2 separate regions of the Mus musculus genome follow, and region 1 is linked to region 2. Evidence: chromatin contacts called from public promoter capture Hi-C data. All regions are on one chromosome and are shown on one strand. The core of a region is the stretch at or near the end of the contact, and the rest is flanking DNA. Distances in the headings are between cores, read along the strand shown.

Region 1 (6,090 bases), core at 3,480-5,979, 360 kb after region 2:
CAAGGAGACTAGAGGAGAATATCAACTGTTTGGTTACATCACTCTCTGTCTACTCCCATGAGACAAGGTCACTCACTGGACCTGGAGTTTACTTATTTATTTATTTTTATCATTCTGATGGCCAATAGTCTTGGGCATGATCCTGTCTCTGATCTGCTCCTCTTGGGCTGAGCTTTTGTGAATGCATAGTATACCTGGCTTGGATTTATGTATTTGTTTATTTATATATCATATCATATCATATCATATCATATCATATCTATCTATCTATCTATCTATCTATCTATCTATCTATCTATCTATCAATCATATAATAAGTACAAAAGCCAGTAACTTAGTCGTTTATAGTCAGTATCAAGTAAATGTAGTATATAAAATTGCATGTAGTGTACTTTTTCAATTATCATTTTCTGTGTGTGGTGTTTTGCCTGCTTGTATTTCTGCATGTCTGGTTCCTGAGTCGGTCAGAAGAGGGCATTGGATTCCCTGGATCTGGAGTTACAGATGGTTGTAAGCCAATATGTGAGTGCTAAGGGATTGAACCCAGGTCTTCTGGAAGAGCAGCCAGTGCTCTTAACTGTTGAGCCATCTCTCCAGCCCAGCCATGTAACTTTGGCTGGCTCGGAACTTACCATATAGACCAGGGTCCTTGTTCAGTGCAGCAAGGGCTGTTACCCACAGAGCTGTCTCTCCAGCCCCGCCTCCCCACTTTAGGCATCCTGTCTAGGGCTCTTCTTTCCAGCAGAGCCCTGGAGTGGTGGTCATTAGGTCGATGGTCAGTGTTTGACCTGAGCCGCCTCTTCCTCCATCACCCCTCACCTGGTAAGGTAGAAGCATATGGCCTCCTTTAGTGCTTAGCATCTTCTGGGGCCATGGCTCCTCCCTCTGAGGGAGATGCTTGGTACAGGCAGACAGAAGCAGCAGACTGGCTCCTGGCCTGGTGGAAGGCTGAGATTCCAGGAAGCTGCCTTCTCTCGGCCACCTTGGCTTCGTGGTCACATGAGTTCTGTGTAAGCTTCATGAGCAAGCACCTGCTACAGGGGAAGTAGAGGATTAAAACCATCTCTTTTTATCCTGCTCCCATCTCTCCTGAAAAATAACTTTTACTGGCAAGTGCTGAGTCAGCACAGGCTTCTTTTATCCTACCCCTATGCCACAGAAGAAAAATGAGCTATGAGAGTATTCCAGTCACTTCTTAAAGTCACACAGAGGGAAGATCGGAGGCAGGATTCTGAGGAGGGCTTGCTTACCCATTTTGGGAGTCTGGGCAAGAGCAACTTAAGGTCTTAGCTGTATAGCTCTATGTCCCGGAGAGCCTTGTACTGGGGCAGGAGTGGCCTAGCTGGCAGGACTTCTCAGGGCACACAAGGCAGAGACTCAGCATCCAGGATCTGGGCGTGCCCCATTCCCTATGGCTTTGAACTCAAGTTGGCTGGCTGTCCTGTGGGTTGAGAACTCTGGAGCAAAACATAGGCATATCCAGGAAGCCTTGAAATGCTCCTTTCTTTTAAAGAGATCCTGGGGAAGCCGGGTGTCCCAAAAAGAGCAGAAACGAGCCTTGGAGGAATTTACACACAGTCAAAGCTGGAAGAAGCCTGAGTTCACTGTCAAAAATACTAACTAGAAAGAAAACAAGGCACACTCAAGGAGAGTCGGGAGTGGCAGAGGGAGCAACGACCCCAAGAATAAGAATATGTGTGTTGAATATTGTTCAGGGATAAATATCCATGTGGTTAAACTGTGAAGGAAAGTGCAGCCTAGTAAGCACAAAACATGGTTATTGGCTCTGAGGGAGGGGGAATGGAAAGGCAAGAGAGGTACCAGTAAGCTTTGAGATCCTCCCAGCTAACAACAGCACAGTCTACCAGCCGTGCTGAGTCACAAGGCTTGCAGGGCTGTTAGCCTCTGTATTCTCAATATACCTCATGAATGTATTGTACTGTCTGCTACTTCGTAAAAAAAAAAAAAAAAAAGTAACAATGTAGGACCTCCCACTTCGCAAGGACCAGTGGGAACGATATCAGGGATGACTGTGCCAACCCTAAGGAGATGGGACCACGATTCCTGCTTACTTAAAAGATTAACAGTGTCAACTAACCTGGACCCCTGGGAGCTCCCAGAGACTAAGCCACCAACCAAAGCGCATACACAGGCTGGTCCAAGGCCCCCAGCAAATATGTAGCAGAGGGCTGCCTTGTCTGTGTGCCTAGTCCTGTAGACACTTGATGCCCCAGGGAAGGGGGATGCCTGGGGTGGTGGTGGGGGAAGCACCCTCTGAAAGGAGAAGTGGAGAAGGTGAAGAACACTAGGAGGGGGAACAGGGAGTGGGACAATATTTGGGATGTAAATAAAATAATTACTTAAAAAAAGGTTAAGTGAAGAAGACATGGCTGATCAAGACCTTTACAAAAGACTCCTTATTGGATGGTCTCAAAAATTGACCTGAGTACATGAGGAAAAAGGAGGTGGCTGGGAAATGTCAGGTGCTTCTTCTGAGGACCTAAACATGCCAAAACATTGTAGTGAGGGAAAGTTCAAAACTTACTAGGAGAAGATCGGGCCTAAAGAGATAAGACCTGAAGATAGGGCCTAAAGGTCAGCAATGAAGAGTTCATGCTAGGGACACGTTAGTAAGTAAAACTGATTACGCTCTTAAAAGAAATATAAGTTGAATAGACTCGTTTTTGCTTTTAGATGAGGGCTTACCCAAAAAAAGAAATGGTGTGTTGATAGAAAATGCTAATTGTTAGCTTCTATTCTTTATGGAAAAGCTGTATAGAGCAGGACCATACTGTAAAACTAAAACAGAAAATGGCCTGAAGACAACTTAAAACATACTGTGAGCATATTGAATCAGATGGTGATAAAATACCAAGGTTATATTTCTGATAAAAGTTTATGCATGGATTCGGATTGTCTTTTATTTTGAAGCTGCATGTGTGCTGCCGGCCTGTGTAAACTTAGATGTGCCTGACTAGATATGATAATTTGGCTTGCAATACAATATTTAAATCATTTGGGTTGTAATACTCGGGTGTGCTTAGATATGACATAATCGTTTGGATTGTAACACTATACTGCTTAGATATGGGTAAAGGTTAATCACTGACCTCAGAGAAATAAGGGAACTTAAAATGAAATTTAATAAGTACTTGTGGATATTCTTGGATAATGATTAAAGGAAAATTTGAAATGGCATATGTTTGAATGCTCTGAAATTCTGTATAAATGAAGACGGCTGGATCTATTCGGGACCATTTGCTTGAACCTCAACAGGTGGTCAGAGGCCTTCTTTCTGCTGACTCCACACTTCTATCATGGGTTACTGAATTCACTGGGCATGGACTCCAACATCATCATTCTTTTTCCTCCTCCTCCTCCTTCTCTTCCTCCTCCTCCTCTTCTTCTTCTTCCTTCTCCCTCCCCCTCCCCCTTTTTCTTCCAGGCTAGGTGGAGAATATTTCCCCTCGCTGCATGTCTCTCAATATCTCTCCACATACCCAGTGAGTTCAGGTGCTATTTCCTCTGCGTGTTCATTCCCAAGGCAGGTGGAATAGCCTCCTTCATCTCTCATCTCCTTCACCTGCCCTAGGGTTCCTGAAAAACCCTTCAAACCAACATTCTCCATCAAGTCTCAGGGGCAGGGCTTATGTCTTAATTATGGCTCCATCCCTAACACCAGGTCCTCGGTAGGATTCACGTTTGCCCAGTGACTCAAAGGTCCACTGTGCTCTCCGGAGCCCTGGAGGTGAGCACGTTGGTTTCTCCTTCCTTTAGACTTCAGGCTTTAGGACCTTGAGTCTTCCTTTGTTATTAGACCTGGGTGTTCACTAGCTCTCCAACAGCTGCAGCCCCTAGCTGAGCCTTGACCCTAGGCACAGGAGGAGGGATGCTTTTCAGAACCAAGCAAAAGGGTGCTTGTTCTTCAACATCTCCAATTGAGCCATCCAGCCAGTTATGACTGGCACGTGCTAGTAATCCCAACACTCAGCAGGCTGGAGAAGGATGATGATGAGAATAAGTGCAGCTTGGGCTATAAAATGAGACTCTGGGGGAGGGGGGAGATTTCAAAAAGCAAATAACAACAACTAAAAAACCCAAACCCGGCTGGTGAGATGGCTCAGCAGGTAAGAGCACCCGACTGCTCTTCCGAAGGTCCGGAGTTCAAATCCCAGCAACCACATGGTGGCTCACAACCATCCATAAAGAGATCTGACTCCCTCTTCTGGAGTGTCTGAAGACAGCTACAGTGTACTTACATATAATAAATAATAAATAAATCTTAAAAAAAAACAAACCCCAAACCATTGAATATAGGACATATCCCTAGCATCTCATTCCAGTATTTTTTTTTTCTCTATCCCACAGCCACCGCCTCAGCAGCTCCTATCCTATCACTAACCACACAGCCTGTTGACATTCCTCTGATTCTATCTGAGGAGTGCATCAGAACCAAGCTCCTTCATCACCCACCTTCTCCCCTGACCCCGTGCCTCCCACCCCGTGCCCCCCACCCCCTCCGCCCCAGCCCCTGGCCCCATCTCTCCTTCCATGACTTTTTTTTTCTGCTTCATCTCAAAATGTCAGAAAGCCCTCTGATCTCCAAGTGTTTACATTCTCTGAGCTGCTGGGATAATTCCCAGCTCAGCTCCCCAGAAAGCCCTGCCTGACTTTCTGGTGAGTGCTTCACTTCACTGCCTTTTGGTCCCTCCCCCTACAAGGAGCATAGAATCTTATTCGGTCTGTGTTTGTCCCCACCCAGGGTGGCAAACTCCTAGAGGCCAACATCTGTGTCTCTAGTACACAGAGGGCACACACCAGTGTGGGTTAGAGACTCCTTGGGTTTGTTTCCTGAGTCCCTAGGCTTGGGAGCCATAGCAGGAGGTGAACTCACTAGCTCAAGCCCTGTTCTATGAGAGCCCTCAGGCCATTGGAGAAAGCAGCCATTTAAATGTAATTGCTGGTTCTGTGATGAGTGATGCTGTTTGGCAAGCTGTTTGGCAAGAGGTAGAGACTGAGGCAAGTCACACACACCTTACCTGCAGGATCAGGACTGGACCTGAGGGCTCCACTTCTCATTCAATTCATCAAAAAGACCTGAGGCTGTTGCCAGGAGAGGAAGCCAGGAGCTGGGCCAACCCCGCTGGAGCTTCCAGAGAATCTGCGGAAACGATTTGAACTGAGCACACACAACAGTGGTTTCCGTTATGGCTTGAATGGTAGCCTCCCCGTCCCTGGCTTTCATTTTGAACTTCAGGAGCTCAGAATGATACCTTATTCAAAGCGATGTTTATGGGGGAGGGAATCAGGTGGAATTGTAGTTCCGGAGTGGGCTTTAGTCCAATCAGAATGGAGCCCTTATACAAAGAGGACTCGAGGCTGACATGCATCCAGGGAGGGCAGCGGTGAGGATGCAGCCAGAGATGGGGGATGGGGGTGGTGGGGGTGGTGATGGACCTTTACATCCAGAGATAGCAATGTTTGTCAGCAAGCCACCAGGAAATAGGTGGTGGTGGGTGGGGGAGAGACAAGAAACAAGACTCCTCACAGACATCTGAAGGAACCAGCTCTGCCACATCTTGGTCTTGACTCTCCAAAGGAAAGTGAAGGAGAGTAAGTTCCTATTGTTTAAATTTCCCTGTTTATGGAATTTTGTGACAGCAGGCTTAGGGAACTGGTAACTCTCTACATGACCTCGGAAAGCATCGAGCCATGGAAAACCTGACCATGGCTTAAGTAAGTAGAGAGTCTAATTGTCTTGTGTATGAAGCAGTCTGGCACACGCGATCCTCATTTGGCATCTTTCTTGATAGGACCCAGTGATGTCCAGCTCACAATGATTCCCTGTTCCTGCTTGTCACCTTATGGTTGGTCACACAACAGCTGGTCTTTACACATTATGCCTCTGTTCCCAATAAAATGGAGGTGCTTTAATACTTCCTTTCTGTGATTTTTTTTTTCACATCTTTATTTGGAGGTGGGCAACCCTCACTAGGACATACAGCCTGTGTTCCATGGGCAGAGCTGTGAGCCATGAACAACCTCAGCTTCAGAGAGCTGATGATGCCCAGCTTTTCTGCAGGGTACTTG
Region 2 (6,841 bases), core at 4,092-6,591:
TGCCTTGGCAGGTGGCCCTATTAGCTAGAGTTTAACGGTGTTATTTAAATCAAGCACGAATGAACTCAATGGAATTATTGTTTTCATTACACTTGGCTTCGAAGATCCATGCTGCCTCTGTCCGTTGATCTTGCAGATCTTATTTACCTTAGCGACACCAAACCTCCTCTGCCCTCCCCTCCCACACCATCCCTTGGAAATGAATTGTTAACATCCAAAAGTGAGCCGTTTAAATGAAGACGTTAAGTGAGTAGATGTACAGAGGTACTTCACACAACTTTACACATTACGGGGTGGCTCTGCAGGGATGATGGGGACTGAGGCAGCATGTGTGGATGGACTGATGTTTGGAAAATTCTTTCTGGACACACATTATTTTGGGGAGGATAGTCTGCAGGTGGGTTCAGGGCTCGGGAGAGAAGGGGCTGCCTGGCTTGGCATTTGAAGTGGAGGGAACAATGTACAGAGAGATATAACACTGGTTCTGAGGTGGGATGGGAAGCCCAGCACAACAGTGGTGTGGGGTGCCGGAGCCGAATGATGAGCTATGCTTTTGATGTCTGGTGTGGACCTTGGCACTCAGAGGAGAATGCAGGAGGCATGAGTTGTAAGGGAGCTGACAACAGGCCAGTGCTTGTCAGAAGGTCACAACTGTCTCTGGAGAGAAGATCTGGGTCGCAGGATCCCTGGCTGGCACATCATGATCTCTTTCTGGTGGGAACCACACCTGGGGTGCAGAGCCATAGATCGTAAGCCAGAATTAGCCTAAAGAAAAGGAAAAGAAAGGGTTAACGCCTATTTTGTAACAGGACTCTGAATCTGCCACCTCTATTTAGAGCCTATCAATCCAACTCAGACAGATGCTAAGACAGGTCTCTCCAACCTCCTTCAGAAGGGTAAGCTGATATCCAGCATACTTAGTAAGAGACCTGAGGAACCCAGTTTCTCTGCCTTGCTAATGGGAGCCCTTGCACCCTCCTTCTCCAGCTCTGGCCATTCTGAGGAAGGTACCCTGCTAAGATTATTGACCTGGAAGGACATCCCGGAGCTCGGCGGGAGGAAAGAGGAAATGGCACCTTTGCTGGGGTCTCAAATGGTACTTTTGCTGGGGTCTCGGCAGTCCCGGCCACAGGCGCTGGCACAGCACCGCTTCTTGCCTGAGCAGTCCGAGTCTTTGTTACACATGTGCTTTGTGGGACTGAGGCAGCGAAGTTGATCCACGGGGCATTTGCCCGACTTTACTGCAACACAGGGGCTTGGTTGAGTCTGGTTGTGCCCACCAGTCCTGGGGCTTGCTTGAGGTTTGGGTGTTGGCACAGTGGGGAGGGCACTTACCAAAGACACGAGGCATACACTGGAGGAAGCAGGCTCGGCGACAGCACTTCCAAGAAGAGGGACACTGTTTGTCATTCAAGCACTGATCAGGAGGAGTATTCTGGTTGCAGAGTCCATCGTCTGGTGGGCAACCCCCCAATTTGTCTGTACGAGAAACCTCACGTCACTTAGCTAGACACAGCTCAGGGTTGTGTTGGGGATTGCAGGATCAACTGTCTCAGTCTCTTGCTTGCCTCCAGGATGGGTCTTATAGATTTTTTTTTCTATTGAGGGCTAATTATGACACTCAGGTGGCATAATGGATAGGAAAAATGAGATTAAAACACTTAGGCTGTGGAGATCAATCAGCCAAGATTAGGACCCGAGTTTGACCCTCAAGACCCATGTTAAACAAACAAACAAATAAGCAAAACTAAACAAACAAACAGAAAAGAGGGAAGGTTCTGATGAATTCAAGGTTAATGAGAAGCTGTCTCAGCAAGGTGGTTGGAAATGACATCCTAGATGGTTGTCCTCTGGGCTCTATGCCTCCACATCTGTATGCGCCCATGTGCTCCTGTAGACACATACCTAGATGTACACACACACACACACACACACACACACACACACACACCACATGTACAAGCACACAAATTTTCCACCTCAGACAAGATTGTGGCAGTTTGCCTCTGCCCATAGGTACCTCCCTGGCCTCGTTCTCTATCGCTCCTGAGCTGCTTCAAGCCAAGGAAGCAAGGCTTTCCCTGGCACCCGTTTCCACTCTGGCCACTTGGTCAGTGTATTGATTTCAGTTGAAATGTCCCTTCTTCTTAAGGCCCTGCTTCTCTGAGCCCGTGGCACTGGGTCAGCAATGGGGTGAGTGCCTAGAGCTGTCTGTTTGCTCTCCCTGTGCTGGAGGCTGAGCTTCATTACCTGCTTGCCCTGTTCATCATGAGCACAGCACGGTGCACGGCGCTAAGGGCATAATGGCTGTTGGAAAGAGAAGTATTTGTAGGGAGGCCTCGTGTTGCGTATGTGCTCTCCTCTTGCTACGGGTGACACTTCTATGCTGCTGTGCTCACCTCTGTTGGAAGAGGCATAGCTTAAACTCAAGAATCAACTCTGTCTCTGAACCTTTCTCTGGAACAGCTCTGGAAGGCTCTGACCTGGAGTTGGCCTAACCAGTCTTCTCATTGAGGCTTCATGCACAAGTTGGAAGTCTTCTAATGAGGCAGAGATTAAGGCCTGTAAAGGACAGTGACCAGCCTAGCCCACACGGGCCTGGGCTGGGCTAGGATTCTCTGGCTCTCTTTAATCTTCATGTTCTGCGTTGACTGCTTTCAACTATAGGGATGGGGCTGGTCCTAGGACTTCAGCTCAATCTAGCAACACAGAGACTTCAGTTGGATCCAGGACTCTGAATGTAATCCCCTGGGGCCCTATTCCAGAAGTTCTCGCTGACCTACCCACCACCAGCTCCCCCAGCCCAGTGAAAGCTCCTACTTCCTTGCTTAGAGTCCAGACAGCTCCATTTGCCTCATGCCAACCTTCTTCCCACTCTGTCCCTGCCTGGGCACTGGTTGTGCACATAGTAGGTGGTCCTTTGCTCCTGCATTGTCAGCTTTAGTTCCTAAACTGGTGGTTGAAGTCGAACTGCTGCCCCCTGCTGGAAAGTAAGCTGCTTAGCTGTTTGGGGAGGAAGACGGGTTCTGTTGGGGGGGGGGGGGGAGGGGAGAGAGTGATTGGAGACTATCTACCTACAGACCAGGATTTAATACCAAGCTCACATCCCATTACAGAGGTGCTCAGGCCTTGGAGAGTGGGCCGAATGGAGCTGTCTGAATTCTAATCAAGGAAGTTGAGTCTTGTGTGTGGGTGGGTGTGTGGGTGTGTGGGGTGGGGTGGGGGGAGTGCATGTGTGGGGAGTGCAGCATAGATTGCAACACAGAGGAAGGGGAATTGCTGCAGGAGGACCCCAGGGTTGGGCTTCAAGGATCAGACTGATAGGGAGCGAACAGAAAGTTGGCATTCTAAGTGAGACAAACTGTCGGTGCCACAATGTGGAGACACAAAGTCTGGACTGGACAGAGAGGTGTGCAGGGCTCTGAGTGCACACTACCATGGTCACTCTCCTAACCTTCCCTCCACACCCAGGTTTCCTACTTGTGACACATTCTCTGTGACACACACACACACACACACACACCCCACAGCTGATATGTAGACTCCATACCTGTGTGGCAGCCATCCATGGGCACGGTTAAGCTGGTGAAGTCAGGGGCATGGCACACCGCACCCTGAATACATACACAGATCTCTAAGTGGAATTACTCAACTGCCAACACCCTGGCATTTGAATGAGGAGCATAGGATCGTATAAACAAAAGTGGCTGAGCCTCCACTGGGACGAGCTAATGCTCTCCTTCCCTCAGCCCCACTGCCTTCTGCCAGTGTCTGAAGTTCTACCGAGAGCCAGGCAGATGCCTCACGGGAGAGAAACCAGGAAAGGATGGAATGACATGAACGGGTATTGGTTAGGATGTCACACCTGGCCAGGTAGAGCAGGCTCGGGCTCTGGTGGAGCCAGGTCTCACCCTGGGTGTGGTGTCAGGACTGTTCTCCTAGGACCCCTCAGTTGCTCCCCCGAATCTCCACATATGCTACACTTACAGCCATGTCTGACATTTATCCTTCAAGGCCCCATTTACTCATGAGAGGAAAGTGTGGACCCCGTTTCACGGGAGTGAGTTGCTGAAGGGAACCTTTCTGACTCACAAGTACTACCGTCAGTTACCACGTTTGATACTGTCTTGGTCTTCGGCACTGGAAGTTGGTTAAGCAGTATGCCTTGGTTTGCTTACCAGTAAAATGGGGGTAAAAACAGTGCTGGCTCACGACACCGTAGTGAAGACTTGTGGGTGATGGCTGAGTGGGTTACAGTCCACAAAAGGTCTGACCTTGGAACCTACTAGCATCCTTTCTTCCTCCACGTGGGAGGAAGCCTTCTCCTCTGTGCCTCCGAGGAAGGCATAATCCAGGCTAAAGGGAATGGGTGCCACGTAAATCCCGCTACCTCCATCTACCTGTACCGCACAGGCTGCCCCAGTCTTGGAGGACGGGTTCTGTCCCCATTTGTATACTTGTCCCCTAAAGCAGGGCTAACTCTCCAAAAGTGAATGTAGGTCAAAGCCCAGCAGCCTCAGAGGAGGATGGAGGGATGGCCTCGCCTTCGCAGGGAGGCATCTGTGGAAGAACCCTTATGCCTCCCTCACTGTCAACAAACCAACCCGAGCTTCATCAGGGATGGGAATGGACTGAAGCTGGAGAAAGGAACAAGAGAGACAAAGGCAGAGATTCCTCCCATCAGACCCCAGATCCCAGCAGCCACACTCTTTACTTAGCCCCCAAGTCCCTTCTACAATCCCCATTGGTGGAATCACATGATGTTTTCCCCATACGGGGAGGCACGGTGACACATGCATCCTGTCTGTAAGCTTGGGCACAATAACCATGTGTCTATAGAGGTCTGCTCAGACAGAAACGAAGGCACCTATGTACACAGAAACAGCTGAGTGTCCTTAAAAACATTCGGGTGTGAATGTAGGCACAGGCAAGTTGACAGGTAAAGACCCAAGCACGAACAAGCCTGATGCAAAATGCAGGTTCCTGGGAGCACTGAGACAGACAGACAGACGGATGGACGGACGGACGGACGGACGGATAGTAAGACACACACACATACACACACACACAACACACACCCCACTTATCACTGGCTCTCCCACAGCCCCCCACTCTCCACAGAAAGGCAGAAGCCACCTGCTCAGAGCACAGGGATTCATGACACTCACCTCCCTTCTTTCTACACAAGGCAACAGGCAAGTGAGTCTCCAAAGCCAGGAGGACTACCAGGAGGAGGGAGCTCTGGACTCTCATGTTTCTTTCGTGGCACCCAATAAGCTCAGAGCTCAGAGGCCCCCAGATTAACATTTACAGTCTCAGAGATGCCAGAGCAGTTGAGTCAGCAGAAGAGGACTAGAGGGTGACCAGGGTGGCTTGTGCTTCCCGGATCTGGGTCCCTCCCACCCTCCTACCCTCCCACCCCTGCCTGATGTCCTTAGGGCAAGGGGTGCTTGTGAAAGAGCTGGTAGCAAAGGTTCCTTGTGTTAGGGACATGGATCTAGTTCTGCCTGTATTGCTGACTTGGCCTCTGAGTGTTGGGTAAGTCTTGCCCGTCTCTGGGGCTCAGTCTTCTCATCTATATTGTGGGGAGAGGAAGAGAGGGGTCATAATGAAAGCCACACAGAGAGACTTTTTCCTTTAAGGCACGTGGCCGGCTCTGCCTGGGAATGTGAACCTCGGCCTTCTCCACCCTCTGCCTGACTACAGCCATCTGGAACATCTGGTAGAACCAGGCCGGTTTGTTGTGCTCAGAGAATGAAGATGTGCTAGGATATGACACTGACTTCTTGTTTTGTGAATACGCTTACTAAGAATGAAACTCTTCTATTGATTCCCTTTGGCCACTAATCCTGTTAATCCCGACTACCCACCCAACCCCTGTACTGGGGATTAAACCCAGGGCCTCTCAAGTGCTAGGCAAGTGTTCTACCACTGAGTTGCATTCCTGATCTCTTTAACTTTTTAAGTTTTGAAACCAGCCACACCTTGCTGAGTTCCCTAGGCTGATTAGTGTACTTGCTGCTCGGTAGCTCAGTCCGTCCCCTGAGTTGGGATGTTCCTGCCTCAGTTTTCCCGAGAAGCTAACCATGCATCATTAGGCCCAGCCTAGCTCCTTGCCCTTACTGCTTGGTAGCAAGTGAGCGCTTCGTGCCAGGGGAAGCCCTCGTCTCCCCTGCCTTCTTTAGACCATTAAGCCAGACTCTGAACTCCAGGATCGTATTTCCTAAGACTCAAAGTCCTTTTTGCTTCTGTACTTTCTGTGTTCGGCTTGATTGACGGCCTGCAGGATGGTGTTTGAGTGAGGTATTTGCTTTCCCAACTCTCTAAGGTCTTGAAGCTCTCACAGTGTCTTGGAGGAGGGGCGGGAATCAGCACGATTGGCAAGGAATGGTGCCAAAAAATGGGGACTGCAAAGTGCCAGGGTTGGGGTTTCTTTCTGGAGAAGTTGGCTCAGGTTGGCATGGTGAATGAAGCCAGGCTTAGCCTTTCATCTTGGGACCCTGTGGATAGAAGAGCGACAAAGATTCGTGAGGAGGGCACTTTCAAAGGTACCTAGTGGCACTGCCCTTTGTCTGGGCTGGCTTGGCTATACAACATGGCTCCGGGTTGGCTAAATTCTCTGGCTAGAATCAATGCAGGAGTTACTGAGACCCCCTTCCTCGGCCTCTTTTACCCAGCCACCCACCTGTAGGGTTGTGTCTGCCTCTGCTGCAGGGCACAGCCGCTTGGGGAGGGAGAACTCAGGGAGTTTGACCCACATGTTTATCCTACACCACCTCCAGGGCGGGTGCTTGGCTGTAGGGAAGCGCTGAGGTACTGCTCCTGGGGTAGGAAAGCACCC

What was found. Promoter capture Hi-C pulls out the DNA fragments that hold promoters and counts their contacts.
Region 1: a promoter capture Hi-C map of the C10 cell line shows a contact between it and region 2, with 4 times the contacts expected there. The contact joins the enhancer-like site here to the promoter of Wfdc5 in region 2. A contact is called at or near these places in 11 of 39 promoter capture datasets (the 3T3-L1 cell line, 3T3-L1-derived adipocytes, the C10 cell line and 6 more), 1 of 484 Hi-C or Micro-C datasets (embryonic stem cells) and 1 of 9 other capture datasets (pancreatic islet).

The regions. Positions count from the first base shown.
Region 1 is chr2:164,536,087-164,542,176 of GRCm38.p6, forward strand. Gm36090 (a long non-coding RNA gene) reads right to left here. Exons shown (of 6, transcript XR_375205.4): 3 at 5,040-5,161; 4 at 820-1,034. Among named protein-coding and RNA genes, the nearest start is that of Gm36090, 10 kb to the right of the region's middle. Within about 2 kb of position 4,730, at least 16 of the 459 cell types and tissues checked have an H3K27ac peak or open chromatin away from gene starts, as enhancers often do.
Region 2 is chr2:164,177,401-164,184,241 of GRCm38.p6, forward strand. It overlaps Wfdc5 (WAP four-disulfide core domain 5), which reads right to left and starts at 5,342. Exons shown (of 4, transcript NM_145369.3): 1 at 5,169-5,342; 2 at 1,336-1,479; 3 at 1,077-1,241; 4 at 1-765. The coding sequence starts at 5,253. The coding sequence ends at 1,090. It overlaps A730032A03Rik (a long non-coding RNA gene), which reads left to right and starts at 184. Exons shown (of 4, transcript XR_003954086.1): 1 at 184-264. LOC115486434 (a long non-coding RNA gene) reads left to right here. Exons shown (of 4, transcript XR_003954084.1): 4 at 1-12.